Linked DNA regions of Macaca mulatta: region 1 is linked to region 2. The links are chromatin contacts, called in public Hi-C maps. All regions are on one chromosome and are shown on one strand. Each heading gives the region's core, a stretch centred on a gene start, on an enhancer-like site or on the middle of the called end of the contact. The rest is flanking DNA. Distances are from core to core; before and after follow the strand shown.

Region 1 (3,794 bases), core at 560-3,059, 240 kb after region 2:
GGGATTACAAGCATGAGTCACCACAGTCGGTCCGCCCTTAACTTTTTAAAAGAGTGGGTGTTATCTTTTTCTTAATAATTTGTAGAGCTCTTTATATTTTATTATGCAAATAAAACATACGCTAAAGATAGTAACCGAATATATATAAATATCAACTTGCTTGTAATTTATTACAATTGTTTCTGTTTCACTACTAGTTCTTCGACTTTATAGTGTCTTCTGTCACATGAAAGGCCCACATTGTGTTTCCAAGTTATCAGTTTTATCTTTTTTTTGTTTACTTTTTCTTGGTTTGATATCATGCTTACAAATAAAAGCACGAGCAGGTCCTCTCCCAATACATAAGTCGCTTATACGGAAACAACGTGGTGTAGAGAAAACAAAGTGGATCAAGCCCCTAATAGACTTGTTTAAATGTGGTACAGCCAAGTCGTGGTGCCCAACTTCCATATTCCGTACTGTTAAACACGTCAATCTCAACCTGTTTCCTTATCTGCAAAATGAGCAAAATAGTACCCACCCCAGAGGGTGATACAAGCATTAAAATGCCTGGCAAGGGCAAGGCATCCAGCAAGTGTTAATTCCCTTTCCTTTGCCCCGCAGAGGGCCATTATTAATTGCTCAAAGTGGCCAATTCCCGATAAAGATTAAAACAAAAGGTTGGCGACGGTAAATTTTGGTGAGTTTACACTCCACCCGTTTTTCAGGTATCTTTTAGAAACATTCCATTAAACTAAAAACCCAGTAATGCATATACAAGTACCATAAAGTTTCTACGTTATGAAGTCCTTGTGGCTTAGGGGAGGGCGAAAAGCCAAATATTTTTATTTTCCAGACTTTCCCTTTTTGAGACAACCTCCCCCCACCCTCCCTCTAAACAAATGTGACTTTTTCCCCTGGAATGCCAACCTCCCAGGTGTTAAAGTGAGGCTACGATTATAAGGCGAAAAGGTGTCACAATTAGATAAACGACTGTGAACACCATAATACTGATTTTTTAAAATCTCGAATGGGCTCTGTGGTTCTGATACTCTGACTGTTGGAATAATTCACCTACTGTAAATTTAGTAGAAAGAAAAATAATTAGCACAATTATATCTAGTAGCCATTTCTACCCTCCGAGAGTCTGGGCTTGGCTCCCAGCACGTCTGCTTTCCTCCGCCGTAGGGCTCCCGTGTGCTCCTCTCACGCCCGACACAGTCCGCGTTCGCACGCCACGGTGGAGCATCCCCTCAGTCCACCCTATCGCTCCGGCGCCGGCTCGGCAGACGTTCCGCCTGCGCAGGGCTGGGCATAGGCGCGGTGTGAGCGCCGCTTCACCCAGGCCCGAGCGCGAAGCCCGAGCGGGGTACCCGGCGAAAGGCGCGCGCCGCGGCGTCTTCCGCAGCTTGAAGCTCGGAGAAGCTGCGGCGCGGCTTCGGGAACTTAGAACTGGAGAAGACGCCGCGCCGCGCGCCACTCGAGCCTGCGCGGCCGCCTCCGGGCGCAGCACTCCTCTCTCGCCCTCCCCGCGGCCCCAACAGCCCGGACTCCGAAGCAGCCCAGGGCGGGGGAGTGCGGGAGGAGGGGCGCCTCACAGAGCGGCGGGGAATTCCCCCTTCCACCGAACGTTCCCGATTGTTCACCGTCCTCACGTCAGCAGCAGGGGGTAATCCCCGACTCCAGCTGCTCCTGACGTCACCGCGTGGAGCCACCGCCCCCCGCGCGCCCCTGCTCCGGGGCCTCCTCAAAGCCCCGCCCCCAGGCTTAGCCACGCCTTCTTCCCCCTCCCCCCAGGCGCCCGACGTAGAGGGCGGAGCTATTTTGACCGCGGCGTGAGCGGTTGCTTGGGCCAGAAGGTTCTCTGGTGGAGGCGCTCTTCCTGGTGTCCCGCCCAGTAGGTTCGTTCGCACCGTTTCTTCCACACCCTTTCTCCCTCCTTCTCCTCGCCCCGCCTTCCCCTCTTCTCAACCCCTCTAGTTCCTTCCCCGCCTCGCCACTGTCCACGATCTCGCGAGACTTGGCCCAGAACATTGCGGATCGGGTCGGCGCCATTTTGGGACTGAGACTGGTTGTGGGGGAGGGAAAAGCGGCAAAAGGGGATTATTCAAAGTACCGAAAACCTTCTCCCGGGATCAGGCGCGTCGACACCCCCAGGCCAGGGGCACCTCTGGTGGGGCAGAAGGTAACACCGTCCTCTAGGCTCCACGCTCGAGTCCGGGGGAGAAGGGGAGTGCCCGTGTCCGTGTTGGGGTTTGAGGGGTCGGGAGCGGCGTTGGCGGCGCGAGGTGAGAGGCTGCCCGCGGACGGAGGGGCGGCGAGGGGCAAGGAGTGAGAGGGGAGGGAGGCGCGGATAGGCCCCTGTAGCTATTGCCTCGGCCCGGGTGGAGCGGAGGTGGCGGTTGTGAGGAGGGGGTGGGTGGTTTAGCCCCGGCAGCTTGGTTGGGGGGTGTTTGCCGTTTGGCGGAGGCTGGGAGCGGGTCCGACGCCTTCCGTGCTCGGCCTTCCCCCGGCCTCTCGCACACACCCGCCTGCTTTTGCACCACTACCCCTCTCAGGGCTGAGGGAGTCGAGGCCGATTTGTGGCCTTCGGCGGTTTCTTCAGCAGCGCCTCAGCTTTCCCCGCCTCTCCCAGGTCCGTGGCACTTGCCGTGGACTGGGGCGAAGGCTACTTTGTTCCTCCGAGTCTTGTGGGGTCTGAGGGGACATGTGCTTTTTTGGGAGAGAACCATTCTCCCTGTGGTTTACGAAAAGGGCCCTGTACCTTCCACCCCCTCAGTTTTGGGAGAAAGCTGTTTTCTTAATTCGAGGAAGTGGAAACCTACACCTTCTAGCCCTCTGCTCCCTCAGAAGTGGGGAAGTCTCCTCGGGAGAATTTAAGGAGCGGGTTTGCCCTACTTCTAGTTCACCTTTCTGGCCTTACTGGGGGAATATGCCTCCTCTGGTAGACGTTCTGATTTGGAGGGAGCCTTCTTTTCTTTACATTTGTTATTCTCTGAGTTACATTTGCTAATGCTCCGTGGCAACACACCTGTCTTCGTTTTCCTTGGTACATCGAAGAGGGTTGGAGAAGATCTTTTGTAAGATTAAGTGACGGTTTCATAGTTTCAAATGTATTCAAGAAGTATAAGAGGGTTTGCTTATATAATTCCCCAATATTGGATCTGCACCCCTTCCCAGGTGAAATCTGCCCTTGCCCTCCATAATACCGTCACCTACCGTTTTTACCTCCCTCTACTCCGATGTCTTTTTCATTCAGTAGACTTTTATCGGGTGCTTGCTTGGGTAAAGCCGTTTTCCAGGCTCCTGTAAGGTTATACAGAAGTGATTTTCTCTCCAGAGGTTGACTTTTTAAGTTGGGGATTGATTTTTTTAGCTCAAAATCAAAACTCAGTATATAATTTTTTTTTTATAACTTTTACAGGTGAATGGATTACTCAGATATGAAGATCATCTTCTAGGTTTTGTGTAGAAGGCCCCGGATATTTTAAGTGGCCATTTTGGATTTACAATGTTTTTGGATAATTTTGCCCCAGAAGTTTATTAAAATTGGCAAGAATCGTCTATGAAGTGAACTGATAGTAGTGAGCAATTCAGCAAGCTACTTAAAAAGAGACCCAGGCAGCATTTCTTCAGTATTTTGGTTCAAACGGATTATATAACTGGTTACAGTATTTCAGCTGGTGGTAATTTTTGCCTTCCCCCTCCCCCACCCCGTTGTTGGGGTTCTTCAGCCGAAACTGAGAGACGTTGATTTGTGTACTGAGTAGTTTCAGCAGTTTCAAATGACTGAGTATTGCTGAAGTTTCATGGCA
Region 2 (4,082 bases), core at 1,231-3,730:
CATCCCTTGCTTTCACTAGATCCTCACAGGGGTTTCTGACCTCAAGAAAGTTAAGAAACACCGTACTAGATGATCTAAGATTGTCTCAGCTCAGAAGTCGAAATCATCATTTTTCTGTGACGAACTTGGAAGTTTTTTTTTTATTTTAAGATAGCTTTACCTCTCAACTTCCAATTTTAACACAATTCATAGACATTTAATTATGAAAAAGAAACAAAGTAAGAGGAGATGAGGAGTTACGGTTAGTAAAGTAGTCCCAGAGTTCTGACAAATTAAGTCTCTCGAAAAAGCCGAAATTAAAATCTAAATTGCTAAAGTTGGTGTCAAGTTAATTTGGGATTAACTGTTTCAGGCTCGGAGAAAAAATAAGATATGTAATAATTAAAGCCATATTACTTAAAAGAACGCTTGTCGTAGCAGCTTTGTAACAGTTACCTTTCCAACATGCAAGAGAAAACAACAAAGAACAGTATAACTGTTCCTTCCCCAAACTTAACTACTAAATGCACATTGAAACTCTTAAAAATCAATGAACAAAAACCTTCAAGATACATTTCTGTGGGGAATCATTTAGCAACAGATCTTTGAGCCCACATTACCCACTAGGAACCACTGAAGAGGTAAGAAAATAGGACAAACCTGGGCTCGAACTTCCAAAAGAAGCCTAGGAGAGAGAGAAGAAAACGTGAGATTAGATCCCGCAGCCGGGGAAAGAGGCAGCGTCGGCAACAGGGCGCAGAGGAGGCGGAGTCGAGCGCTCCACCGCAGCTGCCAAAAGTGCAAGACGTAGCTTCGCTCCAATCTTTCCCGGCCCCTTTCGGGCCCCCTCTTGGCTGCCTCGCCTTCCTCCCCGAGTCCCCAGTGTACAAACTCACAGACCCGGGACTAAGCCCGGAGTCTGAGAGGCAACTCCAAGTCGCTTCTTGGAGCTCAGCAAGTTAAAAAGCGGAGAAGCAAAACCCAGAGCAGTCGGCTCGCACCATCAGTCCCCCATCCCTGGCATCTCCGGAGTCCCCCAAATCCCGCCCGGCTCTCCGAAGCCCCAAGCAACTCGAAACGTAACACCCTTTTCTGGAATGAACTCGCGTTCTGAGCACCCAGTCTGCCCCTGGGGCCCGGGAGCCCCAACTCCGAGGCCGATCTCTTCCCCTGGAGCACAGGCCAGCTCGAATCGGACACTCGCCCCCAAACCAAAGCGCGAGCCCCCCATCCTCTCTCCCGAGTCCAGAGATGCAGCTCCTCTTAGTTTCAGGGATGCTGGCTCCTTCCGAGTGTTCAGTCCCTCCCTGGACCGCCAGCGCGCCTCCAGCCCCGGCGAGCTCCAGCCTAGGGGCTCCTGCCACAACGCCCCCTCCCCCCAGCTCACCAGTCCCGGGGGACATGGCCGGGGCAGCTTCGCTTGCCCAGCCTTCTTTCCTCCAGCCCAGAGTAAACTGGGGCTATCAAGCCTCTCTCCTGGAGAGGGCGTTGAGGGTCTCGGTCTGCCCTTTAACCCCAGGGGCGCCCGCACCTCCCGGGCTACGGGGCGGGGAGTCCCGCTCTTCAGCGAAGCCCGGTGGCCGCGCATCCCGCTCTTCTCCGCGCCCCCAGCAAAGTAAAGCGTGCGGCTCCTTCGCGCCGCAGCCCGGGCCCGGTGGGCCGGGGGCACAGCGCACGACTCCCGCAGGGCAGTGGCGCAGCCCGCTCCCCTCTTTGCGATCCGGCCGCGGAGGGGGGGCTCGGCCGGTTTACACCCACCCGGGCCCCGGGAAGAGGCGCGGAGGCGCCGGCGGCCCGCGTCAGCGGCCGGGGGCACGGCACTGCCCCGTCCCTGGGGCAGGGCTCGCTGCCGCCGGCCGCCACCTCCGTCCGGCTCCGTCGCCCGGCCCGACCGGGGCCGGAGCCGCCGCGGCCTAGTCCCGGAGGGAGACCGCTCCCGCGCCCGCTCCCGCCCCCCGGCCGGCCCCGCCGCGGCCAGTCGCCGCCCCGCGACCCCCGCGTTGCCACGCCGCCCTTCATGGGGCCGCGGAAAGAGCCCCGGATCCCCCAGGCTGGCTCGGGGGCCGCGGGGAGCCGCCGGGCGCCCGTTCCAGCCCGGCTGCTCCTGCCCGGTTTCCCTGCTCACCTCCGCCATATTGGTACCTTTAGGGCGAACGAGCAGCGCCGAGCCCAGTCCCCGGATGGGGCGCCTGAGCCAATCGCAGCCGCCGCCGCCGCCGCCGCCGCCGCCGCCGCGGTCCGCCCGGCACCCGCCCGGCGGCGGAGGCGGCACGGCCCCTTATAGGGCAGGGCGGCCCGCGACGCCCCCGGCCCGCTCGCACGCCCACACTGCCTGGCGCCCCTCGCCACCCGCGTGCCCGCCGCAGCCGGCCAGACGCGCACCCGCGCTTACGGTCCTTCTCCCGGCTGGAGTAAAGTTCCTGCGGAATTGGAGGCAAGTGGGGGACGGACGGACGCACGGGCGCGGGACAGACCCACGTCCAGCCAGTGGAGGCCCAAGAGCCGGCGGGCGCGTTTGGGGACCGACCCACAGACACCGCGGCGCGGGAGGGCGTGCGGGCAGGAAATTTGGACTGGCAGGAGATGTGCAGGGGAACTCGACAGACTCAACTTCCCTAAGAGGAGGAGGTGATCGATGAAATAGACGTGGGAGGAAGTCTGGGAAATGGGAGAAGAGGCTGGTGGATGGCAGAGTCAGTCCACAATGAGAGGACAACAGTCAGGCACTTTGCCATTTCCACGAAGAGACCTGCAGGAATGGGAGATGGAGACCGGTGTACACTGGCTTACGGAGTGGACAATGGAAGTAGACATTTGCCAAACAGGTTATTGACAGCACAGAAGAAAAGACAAAAGATCGACAGGGCAGAGAAATGATGCTGAACATACTTGTACAGTTCAAGAAGATGCCCAAAAAATATAAACTGTCCTGTTACGAAAAAAAATTAGACCAGTTCTAGGAATTGTTCATCACCAGTGTGTCTTAGGGGATGACCCAGAGATACTTGATACATCTGTTGAAGGACGGAAACAGCATATGAAAGGCCCTGAACTGAGTCTCAAAAATTCTACCCCCCACTTCCCTCACCTCTCCAAAAAGGCCAAACATTTGGGTAGGATCATAAAAGGAAACTAGTCCCCTGTGCAAGTGGATGGGTGAAAGACGGAGCATAAGGCTTAACAGGAATACCTGCTCCTACATGTGCCTTATGACCATTTGCTCTTCATTGGGGGAGATTACTCTCTGGAAGGGCCACATCCACACTGAAAGCCTTTGAGCCAAGTACACAAAAATATACGCTAACGGCTGATTGGAGAGTTAGGTCCTGCAGTTAAAGTAAGGTATGGAGTTGCCCTAGCAATTTCAGAGGACACATTGTCCTGAAGTGGGAGGCCAGTTTTATCTGTGGAAAAGAAAGTCGGCTGTAAGGTACAGGATAAGTGAGATGCAAACTCAATCAGGAATTATAGCAGGACCCTACAGGAATTTGGAGAGAGTGATCTCAGACACCAGAGCTCTTCCAGCTTTTTTCTAAAACATACATAATATTAAATGATAAAGACAAGTTTTTTAGAAGCCAGAACTTTTCATACTTTATACTTTTAATCCAAACATGAAAGGTCTTGATTTTAACCTGGGGTCCCTCCAATTCCCTTATTGCTGGAGCGCCTACTGTGGATGAGGCTGGAGACTGGAGGTAGGGAGAGGGTTATTTTCAAATTTTTTGCCAAGGCATCTCAAAATCAAGCTTATACCACGGGTAAAAGTTATTTATTTATGGAAATTTTAGGGAAAATCACTCCAACTATTTCTAAACATCATAAAGACATGGAAAATTACACTTTCCCTGCTGTGAAAGATATCTTTCGACCTTTTGTCCAGTCAAATAACTCAAAAACAGCTGAACTTTGAAACCAGACCTTGGCACACATTGTATGTATTCTCCTCAATGAGGCGTTCAGAGTTTTCAAAGTAAAAAAAAAAAAAAAAAATGGCTTGAAATTAAGTACAAGTGAATAACTTTAGAAATGAGGCAGTGAGCACACCCTGTGGACAGAGCCATGAAACAGTGCTCTGAGCAGCTGGACCACAGTCTGAGCCA

Evidence for each region. Hi-C and Micro-C count contacts between places; a contact is called where the count stands out from the background.
Region 1: a contact with region 2 is called in a Hi-C map of fetal cortex germinal zone, with 1.8 times the contacts expected there. The contact joins the promoter of GPBP1 here to the promoter of MIER3 in region 2. A contact is called at or near these places in 2 of 14 Hi-C or Micro-C datasets (fetal cortex germinal zone and fetal cortical plate).

Annotation. Positions count from the first base shown.
Region 1 is chr6:65,008,812-65,012,605 of T2T-MMU8v2.0, forward strand. GPBP1 (GC-rich promoter binding protein 1) reads left to right here and starts at 1,810. Exons shown (of 12, transcript XM_078004760.1): 1 at 1,810-1,880; 2 at 3,404-3,794.
Region 2 is chr6:64,765,575-64,769,656 of T2T-MMU8v2.0, forward strand. It overlaps MIER3 (MIER family member 3), which reads right to left and starts at 2,481. Exons shown (of 13, transcript XM_078004745.1): 1 at 2,362-2,481; 2 at 640-664.